2 separate regions of the Mus musculus genome follow, and region 1 is linked to region 2. Evidence: chromatin contacts called from public promoter capture Hi-C data. All regions are on one chromosome and are shown on one strand. The core of a region is the stretch at or near the end of the contact, and the rest is flanking DNA. Distances in the headings are between cores, read along the strand shown. Region 1 overlaps Sulf1 (sulfatase 1). Region 2 overlaps Gm30974 (a long non-coding RNA gene).

The links. Promoter capture Hi-C pulls out the DNA fragments that hold promoters and counts their contacts.
Region 1: a promoter capture Hi-C map of frontonasal cranial neural crest shows a contact between it and region 2. The contact joins two enhancer-like sites. A contact is called at or near these places in 5 of 39 promoter capture datasets (cranial neural crest, embryonic stem cells, frontonasal cranial neural crest and 2 more) and 1 of 115 datasets of contacts at active chromatin or transcription factors (embryonic stem cells).

Annotation. Positions count from the first base shown.
Region 1 is chr1:12,721,093-12,725,601 of GRCm38.p6, reverse strand. The region is part of intron 1 of Sulf1 (sulfatase 1); the gene reads right to left. Among named protein-coding and RNA genes, the nearest start is that of Sulf1, 31 kb to the right of the region's middle. Within about 2 kb of position 2,826, at least 2 of the 459 cell types and tissues checked have an H3K27ac peak or open chromatin away from gene starts, as enhancers often do.
Region 2 is chr1:12,025,917-12,030,477 of GRCm38.p6, reverse strand. Gm30974 (a long non-coding RNA gene) reads left to right here. Exons shown (of 4, transcript XR_373208.2): 4 at 1,231-1,394. Among named protein-coding and RNA genes, the nearest start is that of Gm30974, 33 kb to the left of the region's middle. Within about 2 kb of position 2,592, at least 5 of the 459 cell types and tissues checked have an H3K27ac peak or open chromatin away from gene starts, as enhancers often do.

The DNA.
Region 1 (4,509 bases), core at 1,577-4,076, 690 kb before region 2:
AGCTGTTTTAGACTTTGCTTCCTTTGCACACGGCACAGACACAATCAGAAATGGCTCAGTGGGGGCTCTCCTCATGCAGGTAGATGTTCTTTTATCGTCTCCCATTAGTGGCTCAGTCTTGCTGCTGAAGAGCATTCTTCCCTGGATCCTTTGAACCTGGAAAGTCGTTCCAAACTGCTTTCCCTAAAGGATGGTCTAAACGCCAAAAATGTCCTCAGTAGAAAATTGCAAAAAAAAAAAAACCACACAAATCCTGGCGTGGTGAGTGGTGTGTTCATGTGAGAGGATTACTTCAGATACAATGACATGAGACCAGAAAACATGAGAACTTCAGAAGCCAAACCCAAGAGAGAGTTGAGGAGCGTCCAGCTTTCCATCGAGCCTGTAACTAAGCATGCTCTGCACTCAGGTGTCTGAGTTCATCTGAGCTTCTGACGCTACAGAGGCAAGCACTGTGGCTCAGCAACTTGCATGGAGGAAACCCTGGTCAGCATAACCATGCAGGCATACCATACCCAGAGAAATCATGGAGGACTCACTAGTAGTTCAGGAAGCCTCTGCTGCCGGCACGGTCTCTTTGTGGACCGGCCAGTTGGTACCACATACTAAACTGTATTTTCTTTCTACCCCTCCTTGTGCTTTTGAGAATCTCTAACATTATCTTTCTTTCCTGCCTCTTGATCCTCTTCCCCTCCCCCTTTTCTTTGTTATGGGAGAGGTCAGGCAGGGCCTTAATCCATAGAGCAGGTTTATCTGGAATTTTACTATGCAGCCCAGAATGGTCAAGAATCCACAGAAATCCCCCAGCCTCAAATTCCCAAGTGCTGGAATTAGAGCCATAAATCACCACACCCAACATCGTTCTCTTTATCATTCTCTATTTGTTTTCCATTTCTCTTCATTTCAGGAGTGTGTGGTAGGTTTTTATTCTGTAGCCCAGGTTGGCCTGGAATGCACTATTTACCTCATGACAATCTTCCTGCCTTTCTCTTTCCCTGCTTCACTTCATCCTTTCTGCTCCCTTCTCTTTTCTTCGTTTTTTAAAGATAAAGTCTTGCTGCATAGTCTAGGTTGGCCTGATAATTTCTACTTAGCCCAGGCTAACCTGGGGTCCACAATACCTCAGCCTCCCAAGTACTGGAATTAAAGATATATATCATCAGTCTTATATTTGTTCAGTATTTTTTTAATTTTGAATTAGATTCTCTGTGTGTATCTGTGCACCCATGTCCACACATGTGCCCATATGCATATGACATGCTGTGTGTAGAGGTCAAAAGATTAGCTTCACTCATGCTAGGCAAGTATTTTCCACAGCTACACGTCTAGCCTTAGAGTCTTTTTCCCACCATGCAATAATAAGTCATTTTGGCTGGGCGCTGGTGGCGCACGCCTTTAATCCCAGCACTGGAGAGGCAGAGGCAGGCAGATTTATGAGTTCGAGACCAGCCTGGTCTACAGAGTGAGTTCCAGGACAGCCAGGGCTACACAGAGAAACCCTGTCTGGAAAAAAAACAAAACAAAACAAAAAACAAAACAAAACAAAAGAACCAAAAAACAAACCAAAACAAAACAAAAAAACCCAAAAAACAAAAACAAAAACAAAAAAACCCAAAAAGTCATTTTTGGCAAAAACTGGAATTTTCCATCGTATCAAAAATCAAACAGGGAGAGGTACAACTTCATGACAGAGCATTTGTCAAACATTTGTAAAGTTTGGTTTCAATCTCATCCCCCAACTCCCCCAAAAGTCAAAGATAATTTTCAAAGCTTTAGTCACTGGAAGGTTGGAATGACCCATCAGCTCAGATTTAGATTATAATCAAACACCATCTAAGAAATAATTTTTAAAAATTTTATGTTAGAGGTAGAAATCCCTTTAAAATCAGTGCTTAAACAGCTCACCTACTGAGAGGAAATAGTATACAAGTTTACAAGTCGAGCCACAATGTCTGGGGCTAAGTCTCTTTCATAATCAATGGCATGTACTCTGCCATGCTCATGTGGGGCAAGAGCTCAGAAATCCAGGAAATCCGAGATGCTTTGTCATAGAAGATTAAGTGCTGAGCATAGGAAGGGTCAAAGTGTTTGAGAAACCCAAGGTTATCAAGTAATCAGACCCCAAGATTGGAAAAAGTCTCAGCTTCCTGTGTGTTCAGCAGGCCTTTCTGTTTGCCTAAAATGTTAAATTGCCTTCCAACGGCCGCAGCTGGATGGAGTGCCTAGTGAGTAAGTCCTCAGTGCTCTTACAGAAGCCCTGAGTTCGGTTCTCCTCTCCCACCTAAGCAGCTCATAACCACCTGTTAACTATCCCAAGCGATTCCAAGAACTCTGGCGGCATCTGCCTCTCCTCATATGCATGTACTTAAATAATAAGTCCTTAAAGAAGTCAATTATAAATGTCACCAGCCCCTCCTCTGTACTCCCACACTTTGCTGAGGAGTGGCTCGACCTGGCTGGTGGAATTCAGGAGAAATGGTTGCAGTCCTCTTCTGGGCCAGGTAATGAAATACAAGCTTTGGTCTTGGGGTGCCTCCTCCAAAGTGAAGCGCAAGCCGCCTAGGGAGAAGCCTTCTTTTGGATGGGCAAATAGCACCAAATCTTGAATATATGATGCTCCAGAAAGTGCTCCACTCTGCTCAGTGCTCATGGCAAGGTGAAAGCAAACATTTTTTTTCCTTTAAGGCTAAACTAAGGGCACCTAGACATGGCCTATCTCTTGTGAAGTCAATGAGAACATAGTCCAGTAGACAGACAGCAGGGACCAAGAGTTAAGCAACAAATCCAGTGAGCCAGGATACAGACCTTTCTTGGGAACATTAACACAGAAGAGGGAGTAGTCTTTACCTTCCTACTCAACATTGCATAGAGAGGAAAGTCTGCTAATTTTATACGCTTAAAAAGCTGTTTTTAAGATGAAGCAGGGGAGATAGCTCAGTCAACAAAGCATTGCCATTTGGGTGTGAGCACCTGGGATCACTCTCCAGGCTCAGAATAAAAAGCAAGCATGGCAATGGCATGAGCCTGTAATACCAGTGCTGGGAGGATCCCAGGAGCTGATTGGCTAGCCAGCTTAGCCTAACTGGTGAGTCCCAGGTCCCAGTGAGAGACCTTGTCTCCAAAACAAAACAAAATAAAACAAGGTGGATGCAGTCAGTGCCTGAGGAAGACAAACAACCCAGGATGTCCTCTGGTACACACACACACACACACACACACACACACACACACACACACACACACATACATGCTTACACACATTTACACACCCCCACACTTAGACACATACTTAAAAGCTTATTTACACATACCTCACTTACATGCACATAAATACATGCATGTGCTCACACACACTTACACATCTTAAAACACACACACACACACACACACAGAGAGAGAGAGAGAGAGAGAGAGAGAGAGAGAGAGAGAGAGAGAGAGAGAGAGAGACCCCTCTATCTTTATTCAATGGTACAATTCCTTACTAACTGCTAATGTCAATGAACTCTATTCTCAGCTTGCACCTTCTTTTGCTCCATTGTGTCCTCCTCTAGCTAGCTACTCAGTTGCCTACATCTGAAACTACATTAGAAATGTTCTGTCCCTTCATTCTGTTCATCCAGGCCCATGCTATGAATTTTATACCTTCAAAAAATGTCTGGAATCTTAGTCTGTTGTCCACCTTCACAGCCCAGGCCTCACACCTCCCATTTGATCGCAATGGTCTCTCCTCAGTTCTCCTAGTTTGCAGAGTTCTGCTCACTGGCCTTTGCACAGCCCATACTTCATATGGTCAATAGGAGACACAGACAAAATCTTTCTAGGACTCGGGGTGTAGTTCTGGGGTGGAATCCTTGCCTAGCATTTAGAAGGTCCTAGACTTCATCTCCCGTACCGCGAATACAAATAAGCAAGAATATTTCTAAACTATGAGTCACATCTGCTTTCCATTTCCCAGCTCTACAAAAATTCTTTTGTCTCTTCTTTGAGTGAAAAGCAGACCCCAAAATAGTGGACATGGAGGAGTAGGAGTTCTGGGCCACAGATGCTTCCCCCCACTGACCTGGGTTTGCTGCAGGAACAGCAGCCCGAGGAATTAACACTATCAGAGGCTGGGGAGATGGCTCAGTCAGTTAACACTGGCTGCTCTTCCAGAAGACCCCAGTTCAATTCCCAGCCCCTCCATGGCAGCTTACAACTGTCTGTAGCACCAATTATGGGTTATCTGGTACCTTTACTGACATATACAGGCAAAATACCTGTGCACATAAACTAGTAATACCTGCAAGTTTCTTAGTAATATATTCTGGTGGAGCTATAAACTGCAGATCAGAAGCTCGTCTGTGGATGTGTGCCTCACTAGAATTAACATTGTGCTGACATATCTCTCTTGGATTCAATAACCAGGCTATGACTAGTTCATAGACTAGTCTACCTCTCTGTATTGTTCATCAGTGCTCTTCCTTTCTGGAAAGTTCTTCCCGTCAGCTGCTTATTGTTTGAAGCCCAGCC
Region 2 (4,561 bases), core at 1,343-3,842:
CTAGTGCAGGGACAAGCCTAAGAAACATGTTCAGGGCCCTGTGTTGACATCAGTCTCTACTACTCACAAATGTCCAAGATAATCATCTCATAAAGAGAAAAAGAGTGAGTGTATTTTAGCTCAGAGTTTGGAGATAATCCATGATTGGTCAGTTTCATTGCTGTTAGGCCTGGGCAGTACAGTAAGACAGCGGCTTGGGAAAATGTCTAGGAAGCAGTAGACCTGTCAGGGGAGAAGCCCAGACAATTGGCAGACCTACCACCAAGCTCTGTACACCACAAGGTGGAAAACATACCTTCATTGCATTGGACTTTAGGGACATTTCTCCGAGACTCAGAAAGCACCAGGTGGAGTTCTTATACCATAAAAGGACATATGGAGGCATAGGTCAGTGCCATGCTACCATTCAATTGAATTCCAACTCTCAAAATGAATTTAAGAGCTCCTCAAAGCAATCTTACATGCTGGGACCTGGCCCAAACATAGTCACTTGGACAGACTAGGTAATTAGGCTCCTTCTTCCGGTTTGGGATACGGTCTGGCTTGGAATTAAGAACTGTTCAGTGTGGAAAATGTCTTGATACAGATGTAGTCTCACAGACTTCTTAAGATTTAACCTAGATAGCTGGGAACCAGGCAAACATTCTCAATTATCCTATGATTACTAAATTTTTCCCCCTTGTTGGCAAATCTCACAGTAATGTCACGACTGAGCAAAGGCAGCCCGGAGAGGAGCTGGCTTATGTTTCTAGCTCTTCAAACCAAATACTCAGACAGAGCATCTGCCTCACCCACATCACTGATGAATACTAAGTAGAAACAGGCCCATTAAAGGGACAGTTGCTATTCCAAATCCACATGGACTTTGAGTCATGTTCTTCAGATTAGCTGTCAGTCATTTTTATTGTAGAAAGATAATTAGAGTTAGGTAGGATCCTAATTAGATTCAAGAGCTGATAAAAGTACTTGTTTTAAGAGATGCTAGAAAAATATTTAGAAATGTTGAAAGAGTTGACTGCATGCCATCATGGAGCATAAGAGGTTGATGGAAGACATTACTAATTATGAATGTAATCAATATTCTAGAGGTCTGAGTTTTGAACAATAGAGTGGGTGACTGTTTCTCATACTGTGGATTATGGAGTTTGGATACTGTAGTTTTTTTTCCAACCAGAAAGCAGTGCAATTGTCACTGACAGTTGAAAATTTCTTTCATCCCTTCTCTTTTAGTTCCATGGCTGTTGAAATGGCAAACTCCAAAGTCCTTAAAAATTCATATGAAAGAAGATTCTCTCAGGAAGTCATTCATAGATCATCTTCCCAATAGATGATCCTCTGCACTTCTTTCAGGCCTGTAAACAGACTTGCTTATTAAAGAAATCAGCAAAAAGTTCCATTATCTACCAAGACAAATTTCACTCTAAAATATTCTGCTGTATTCCTGGTTATCATCTCAAAATAAGATGTAGAAAAGAAAATGCAAAGTGTTGGATGTCCTTATGCTATACTCTAAGGAGTGTACTTATGAAATAAAAAGAAGCTAAGTCACTAACAGGAATTTTAAAGAAGGGCACAATTATATCACGGATTATAAAACCACAACATTTTCAAAAACCTAGAGCCCGCATTTCATCAACAGCACTCATTTGTAAACATTATCTTTGGAACATTTATGTCACAGAAACCCATGCCTAAGTATCTCTATTTCCTTGGATGTCACAAGACAAAGATACAATGAATGAACTACTAGACGTGGAGAGTTTCCACAGATATGAAGCTTGATCCACGTGAGCTTAGCTTTTGAGAAGAAGCCCACCACACCACACCATACCACTACACCATACACATACACCATACCACTACACCTTACCACAACACAATACAACCCACCACATCAATAAAAACTCAGTTTGCATGCACACAGCCATGCTCTTGTCATTATTAAACATTTTATTATTTTGTTTATTTTTTATTATGTAAAATCTAACACACATATTTGGGTGCACCATACTTTCAGGGGTAGATATTATTAGTAAAATAAATGTTTTTCTGTAATGGTTAATGTTTGTAGTATTTGTAGACAGTCTGTGAATTTGAATTTTATTATATTTCTCTTCTTTATATCCTAAAAAATGAAACGTTGTTATATGCATGTGTGAGCACATGCCATTTGCGTGCAAGTGCCTGCAGAGGGCAGAATAGGGCATTGGATCCCCAGGGGCTGAAAATATAAGCATTTGGAAGTCATTTGACATGGTGTTCGAAATTGAATTCAGATCCTCTAGAAAGCAGGAAAAGCAACCTGGAAGATCAAGCTTAACCTTGGAGCTATCTCTCCAGTCTCCATAAGAAAACATTTAACAAGGTTTGCAATTATAAATACATTACAAATGCCGAAAGCACTCTGCACAGCTTTTCATGTGTGCTTAATGTCTGTTAATTGTTTTTTTGGTAATGCTTTTTATACATTTCAGAAAGACACATAAACCATTCACTGTGGTTGGTCTTTTCAGTGATAAAAATTGAACGGACCCTTAGAAAATACCCTACCTGGCAATAAAAACTAAGTGGGCCAGTCACACAATGTTGCTTCTTAATCATTCAGAATGATGAACCACAAACACCATCCAAGCCGGGATAGAAACCAGACATTGCTATTTGCTTTCCAAACTAGAAGGCTTTCAAAAGTGTTAACTGCAGTGAAAATCACTCATCAGAGACTGAGTTGACATTTAGTTACATACATAGAAAGATCACTTGTAAGACACTAGGCCTTTATCCAATTACACAGCTGCTGCAGGCAAGGCTTCCCTTAAACGCTTGAGACTTAATGTCTCCAGTTTCATGATTTGTCAGAGGCTGGGATATTCTCATGTATACAATGAACTAACTAGGAGATGGGACCCATGTCTAAATGCTAAATTTATTCATATTTCATACGCAACTAATATGCATGGTCCTATGGTAGTTTTCACTTCTTTCTTGCATAACAAATATCCATGGTGCAAAACTTTCCAAATTGTACAAGAACTTGTGCAAGGTTTTCAAGTTTCTGTCTACTGTAAGCTTCCTGTTTAAGGTTTATAATCAAAATAGAACATATCTTATTAATCGGATCGTCACCTTTAAATTTTTCCCTTATACTCCACAGTATGGTCCTCAGTGAGTTTTGTATTAGCAAAAACTAAGTGTCAATAGTAACCTTGAATAATGGTGAAATAGACAAGATAAATTCCATAACCAAAGTTATTTTTCTATTTGAGTTGCCAAAAACATTGTTTAATAAGTGAATATGTATATTCTATGGTCATATTTAGGCATCTGAATTTGAGAATATTCTTAGTCTCTTTTCAAACAAAAGGAGACTAACAACTTTTTCTCCTTCGGCTAGCGATAGTGATACATAGGAGAGAGCTGGGATTTGGTGCATGGCATCTGGTATCCTGTTATGAACAGAAATGGCTCTTCAGAGTCAGTCTGTTTCATTCCCAGCAAAGCATTGTCTCTAATGGGCAAATTAAATGTGTTTATGCTCTCTGTCATGGAGGCAAAACAAATAACTAAAGCATTGTGTGGTGTTCTCTTTCAGCAGATAAAGTATCAGGAACAGTTTTCATGCAGCAGGACATTTTGAAATCAAGACATTGTGTGTATTCTTTGGATTTTGACAAAATTCTCTAGACTTTGAACTACATCTTTATTCCCTCTGGAGATAAAAGTCTATATGGAAGTACTTTACCTGCTTGCTAATCAGCTGTATAATTTCTGAACATGTGTTTACTGCAAAAATCTTTTTATGAGCTTGTAGATTAGTTTAAAAGGTTTCCTGGATTGTGTCCAGTTATTTGAAACATTGCAACTTTAAAAGAGCCCTCTTCTGAAAAGATCTTCATATCTGCAAAGTGTTTGAGCCTGTTTCTGGTGTCTCCTCCTTATCATATATGTTGTATGAGGCTTAAAATTAAAAAATGACTAGTTTGAATTAGGGAGATAAAATTTTATTTTGACATAAGCATATTTGGTTATTAATTTTTTCTTAGGTTGTCATATTCATAACTTTTAGTATTACATTTCTACCTTATTAAGCCAATATATTTGCATACCTTCATAACAGGGTAATTCAGAATATGGTTTAATATATAATTATTAAAGCATCCCAGCAGATCTTCATTTGTTCCTTCTTTCCTCCAAATCCAGTCTCTCAGTCTTATGCTCACATCTGTGGCAGACCTCCCCTGTGTCCCTTCTCCCACCTCCAGTATCTCACATAGATCTTCCCTTACAAACTTTCCTTCCCAGAACTCACTGCTCTATCCCAGCCCCCAGATCCAGCAGGGACTCCCTAGGAAGAAACCCACAAGCCATTCAGACTAGGAAATCAAGTAGAGGAATGCAGATATTCACCTTCCTCTCCATTTCTCCATCTAATGGCTTAGCCTCATTCCCAGCTCAGTAGCAGACCACCTGTGTAGCTGTTTGTATTCTAATGCTAATTGGGTCCTCTAAAACTGTTTGCAAGAGAAAGTCTGAATGTAGCTTCTGGGAACCTGTCCCAATTAAT